2 separate regions of the Macaca mulatta genome follow, and region 1 is linked to region 2. Evidence: chromatin contacts called from public Hi-C data. All regions are on one chromosome and are shown on one strand. Each heading gives the region's core, a stretch centred on a gene start, on an enhancer-like site or on the middle of the called end of the contact. The rest is flanking DNA. Distances are from core to core; before and after follow the strand shown. Region 1 holds the start of KCNH2 (potassium voltage-gated channel subfamily H member 2). Region 2 has its middle 45 kb from the start of AOC1.

What was found. Hi-C and Micro-C count contacts between places; a contact is called where the count stands out from the background.
Region 1: a Hi-C map of fetal cortex germinal zone shows a contact between it and region 2, with 3 times the contacts expected there. The contact joins the promoter of KCNH2 here to the enhancer-like site in region 2. A contact is called at or near these places in 5 of 14 Hi-C or Micro-C datasets (CD4 T cells, fetal cortex germinal zone, fetal cortical plate and 2 more).

The regions. Positions count from the first base shown.
Region 1 is chr3:190,406,913-190,409,612 of T2T-MMU8v2.0, forward strand. KCNH2 (potassium voltage-gated channel subfamily H member 2) reads right to left here and starts at 1,258. Exons shown (of 15, transcript XR_013415715.1): 1 at 775-1,258.
Region 2 is chr3:190,332,442-190,335,141 of T2T-MMU8v2.0, forward strand. No RefSeq gene overlaps it. Among named protein-coding and RNA genes, the nearest start is that of AOC1, 45 kb to the left of the region's middle. Within about 2 kb of position 1,265, at least 11 of the 40 cell types and tissues checked have an H3K27ac peak or open chromatin away from gene starts, as enhancers often do. A contact at or near this core is called in fetal cortex germinal zone, where this site is marked.

The DNA of each region.
Region 1 (2,700 bases), core at 8-2,507, 74 kb after region 2:
CACCAGGACATTTGCCTAATCTGGGACCCTTCTAGAAGCCTCCCTATCAGGCAGGCATTAGGGGTGCTGTAGTCCCGGTCCCCATAAGGGAATTAGGTGACAGTGCCCAGGGCAAGAAAACCACAACTTGAGGGTACCACAGGGAGCTGGTTACCCTCAAAGCCCAGCTCTAGCACCAGGACACCCTGTCTCCACAGAGCCCACAAGCTCACAGCCTTGTCAAAGGCACCACCCCACCGCCCATACAGGGTCTAACTCATGGGTGACACATGGGCTCGCGGTCATACAAACGGCACACACACAAGAGGAGATTATGGGCTGACCCTGCATCCACGGCTTTCTAGTCCCTCAGGCACAACAGTCAAGATCTGGCAAGATCAGTGTGCCCGCTGGACTCTCGGGATCCCAGGGTTTGGGTCATACACACTCTTATGCCCTTGCACACAGCCCCATCTACGTCCAGGCACCCAAAGTTGGGGACACCTGCACACTCCATCCCACGTCCCTTCCCTGCACACTCGGCGTGTCACACACACTCTCTGATCCCAAAAGCCTGAGCTGAGCTTCCCGCCCCAAGCCCTTTGGCCCGGTGCCCACGGCCTCGGTGCACCAAGCCTTGCCCCAGCCGCCCCCCGCCAGAGCCTGGGGCCCACCAGGCTCCATTGACTCGCACTTGGCGATGGACTCGGCCCGGGCACGCCCCCCCATCCACACTCGGAAGAGCTCGGCCCGCCCCCAGAGCCCCCTCCCCGCCCAGCCCCCTCCCCCACTCACTCTGGCCCTCAAACTTGCGGATGATGGTGTCCAGGAAGGTGTTCTGCGGCGCGACGTGGCCCCTCCGCACCGGCATCCTGAGCCCATGGGCGGGCCGGGCGGGCCCCCACCCACCCCGGCCCGACCCGGCCCAGCACTAGGCTTCGGGTGGCCCGGCCGGGCCGTGGTCCCCGCACCCCGCGGCCAAGCCGAGCACGGGCGGGGCCGAGACTGGACTGCGGGCGCCGGGTCCTCGCTCGGCTCCCGGCTCCCAGCTCCGGACCCCGGGCCCGGCCTGGAGCCGCCTGAGCGCCAGCCGCCCGCCGCCGGCACACCTGTCTGCCGGCCCCCGCCGAGCCGCGGGGCCCGCTCCGCCGCGTCCCCGCGCTGCGCTCCGCCAGCCCGAGCCCCGGGCTCCTGGCTCCCGCCTGCCGCCGCGCCGACAGCCGCTCCGGCGCCCGCGGCTCGGGCAGCGCCTGCGGCTCGGCCCGGCCGCGGAAGGGTTAATGCGGCGCGCGCCCCTCCGGCTCCGGCCCCCGCCTCCCGGCCCCCTCCCGCCTGCCGCGCGCCCGCAGCGCCGCCCTCTCCCCCCTCCCACCGCTCGCGCCCGCCCTTCCCATTGGCTGAGCCGCGCCGAGTGCTCCCCCAGCGCCAGCCCCTTGCTCTGCCAAGGAGCCCCCGGGACTCGCGCGCCCCGAAGAGGGGGAAGGGACCCTTAGGCAGGGGGAACCGTGAGGACAGGTGTGATGGCCGGCTTGTAGGCGGCCGGGAGGGGGGAAGGGATTCCACCCCCACCCCAGATTAGCGGCTAAGAAACCTGATTTGAAGGGAAAAGGCCGGTCCTTATGCCCTGGTTCCCCACCACGCCGAGCACCGGCTTGGTACACACAGCATGCGCTCAGTGCCTATTGTGGGTGACCCGGGCAAGGCTTGGGCCCTGCGAAGACGAGTCCGGGGTCAAGGGAGACCCTGGAAATAGGAAAAGCAAAACAATCTGGAGGTCCCAGACCAGCAGAGATCTTAAATAAGGGAGGGTGAAATTTAGAAGAGGCACGCCCCCTGCCCCAACACACACACATACACACACGCACACACACACACACACACACACAGCCCTCTGTGGGGCTCTGCAGAGAAGCCGCACAGAGAGGGACATTCTGACAGCAGTTGCGGCCTCCTAGCTGCGGGATCAAAGAGAGGTCCCTGAGCGCGAAGTTCCAACCGGGGGATCCCCGTGTGCGAGCGGCCTGCCCTCCCCCGGCAGCCCGGGGCCAGCCTTGCAGGCCCAATCGGCGGGCTCGGGGCCCTGCGGCGGTGGCCGCGGCCCAGCCCCTCGGAAAACCCTGGCCTAGCCGCAGGCCCCTCCCCGCGGCCAGCTGGCTCGCTCCAGCTGCGGCTCCCTTATTTAGGCAAGGAGGCCTGGGGATGCTCAAGGGCAGGCGGGGTGTCTGCCCGCCCCCTGCTCATCGCCTGCAAGGGTCTGAGTGAGGGTCTCCGGGCGCAATGTCCTCGGACTTAGCAGTCAGGCAGGGGCCCGGGAAGGCCAGGGCGGGGAGGCGAGTGTTGACAGCTGAGTGGGCGGGCGGGGAGGGAGGAGTCGCAGCTGAACAGCCGAGGGTCCCCTCCCTGCAGCCGGATCAGAGACCTGTCTAGATGGATGGGGCCATGTGGGGGCTCCTGAGGGCTTGCAGCTGCCTCTGTCCTTGGAGCAGGGGCTGGGTCTTGTCACCAGCGAGAACCATCATGGGTTGTGGGGGGAGGGGAAGAACAAAGGACAGGAAAGGAAGCGGAGTCCCAAAGGAGGAAGGCGCAGAAAGAACTGTCATAGTGAGACCACCCTACCCGGACTCTCACCTTCTACCCAGGAGCAAAAAGATGCAAACACTGGGGCCAAATGGGGCCACTGGCCAGCAGATGACACTCTTTTTTATTTGCTGGTGGGTGGGC
Region 2 (2,700 bases), core at 15-2,514:
ACCGAGGGAGTAGGAGTCGAGGGCATGTGTCAAAGCCCAGCTTGTTCCTGAGACTGCAGGAGTGGTCGTGGATGGACAGGAACAGGTGGGCTGCAGGGTGGGGAGGCTGCCGGGGCAGAGCATATTAGCAGCGGGTCAGCAGCAGACAGTGAAGGAGACAGGGCAAAATAGGGAGCTTGGGAAAGGCGGCCAACGTCTCCACTGAGCTGAGAAAATGAGACAGAGACAAAAACTCAGAGCGAGAGACACAGAGACTCAGAGAGAGACAGAGAGACAGAGCATGTGCGCACCCAGCACAGGCAGCGGGGGCCCCACCACCCACCCCCACCCCCAGGAGCCACACCTTTACAATATCCTTCCCAGGCCACCCTCTCATGGAGCCTCTCCTTCAGGCCCCCCTTTCCCACTGATACCAGTGATTTTGTGTTACTCAGGACCTTTACCAGTGATTTTGTGTTACTCAGGACCTTTTTGGTTGCGAGTGATAAAACTTCAACTTGAACAAGATCAAGAAAAAGGAGATGATTTTGCCAAGATGCCTGGGAGTCGAGCCCAGTGAAGGAATGTTCAACAACCAGACCCTGGAGAAGGGCAGACACCTGCCTCTGGGAGGAGCTGGCCGGGCGCTCATGCCTGAACTGGTTGATTTCATTCTCACCTTTTTCCACTTGGAGGGCCATGGCCTTTGAGGACACTGCAGGCCCTGCAGCCTGAGAGAGAGTCTCTATTCCCAGGCCAGTCTGCAGACTCCCCAGAAAGATATCTCAGGGCCCAGGACCATGGACCATGGGGCAATGGACGGACCTGTAGGAACACTGTGGCGTAGCGGAGAGGGCAGTGCCCAGAACATGCTGGGGCCAGGCACAGGGAAAGCAATAGATGGGCCCTGAGGTCAGACGGCCACAGCAGAAGCCCCTCCTCACACTGGGACTCCCTCCTCCTCCTCCTTCACCTCCTCCTCTCTCTCCATCTCTCTCTCTCTCTCTCTGTCTGTCTCTGTCCCTCTTTCTTCTAGCCTCTCTCTGCCACCCCCCTTCCCCTACCAGGCAGGGGGCTCCCTGCTTCTTCTCATCCCACATCACCCCTCCTGGCTTTCTCAGCCCTCTTGTCCTGTAGATTTTGTGGCCTTCGCACACTCGCCACATTCTTGTTCCACCGTGGCACTCAGGGTCTCCATGGCTACCTATGCCCAGAGCTAAACAAACTGCTGGTGTAGCTAGGCTCCAGCCAGGGCCAGGGCGGCAGGCCCAGGACCTCCAGGTGCGGGCGCTGTTTCCATTGAAGCGGCTGGGCTGCAGCCAGCTCTCTTGGCAGCCTTGGCACTGCTGAGTCACACTGGGCTTTCTGTTTCCATAAAACATGTTTCAGAGATTTATGAGGTAATCATGTGCTCACTATAGAAAAATTTGAAAACACATAAAAATATAAAGGAGACTGTTAAAAATCACCTACCATCCCCCATTTCAATCTATTTCTCCTCAGTCTTTTACTTATGCAAATTTTAAAACAAATGTCGACTTAGTCTATATATAGCTTTTGCTTAACTTCTTATCAAGAGCATTTACCCTGCTTGTAATGTGTTAATGATATTCGTTTATGGATTACTAATATGATAGCGGACAGTTACTACTCTGCTAAATATTTTTCGCTGGCTATTTTATTTAACAAACTACCACGTGGCCTCCCCAAGGACAGTTAGATTCCCCATTTTACAAATGTGGAAGCTGAGGTTTAGAGTGGTTGAATAAATTGTTCACAGTCACACAGCTAGTACGTGGCAGGTCCCAACTTTGAGGCCAAGTCACCTTGTTTCACAGCCAATGTCCTTTCTCTCAGTGACCCCTCCCGCCTGTGTACCACAGGTCACAGGTGGACATGGGGTGTCTGAGTGTCACAGGAGGGCGTCACCACTCTCCTCCACCTGGGCAGAGCTATCTCCCTCCAGGACAGTGGTGGAGGACGCTTCCCGGGAGGAGTGACATCCTGTTCCTAAGCCACCAGCCTGTAAGTCACGGAGGTGCATGTGCTGGCCTGGCGGAAGCCTGACTGTGCTCTGTGGGCCAAGGGCATGGGCGACAGGCAGCCCTTCATGGCAAACAGCCAAAGAAAACTGGAATGTGAATAGAATCACCTCAACTTTTAAAGACCACATACCAAAACCCCCAGCAAATATCACATCCAATGGAGAAACCTTAGAAACATCCCCATTTAGATTGTCAAGCAGATAAGGTGCCTGTTAGCATTGCTACTATGTAACAAAGAGCCAGAGTCAGGGCCAATGTTATAAAACAAGAAAAAGAAATGGGAGGTGTAGAAGTTGGAAGGAGGAAAAAGATTAAAATGTTATTTGTGGACTACATGAAAATTTACATAGAAATTTCAACTAATTTTTTTTTTCTTTTTTTTTTTTTTTTTTTTTTGAGACGGAGTCTCGCTCTGCCGCCCAGGCTGGAGTGCAGTGGCCGGATCTCAGCTCACTGCAAGCTCCGCCTCCCGGGTTCACGCCATTCTCCTGCCTCAGCCTCCCGAGTAGCTGGGACTACAGGCGCCCGCCACCTCGCCCGGCTAGTTTTTTGTATTTTTTAGTAGAGACGGGGTTTCACCGTGTTAGCCAGGATGGTCTCGATCTCCTGACCTCGTGATCCTCCCGTCTCGGCCTCCCAAAGTGCTGGGATTACAGGCTTGAGCCACTGCGCCCGG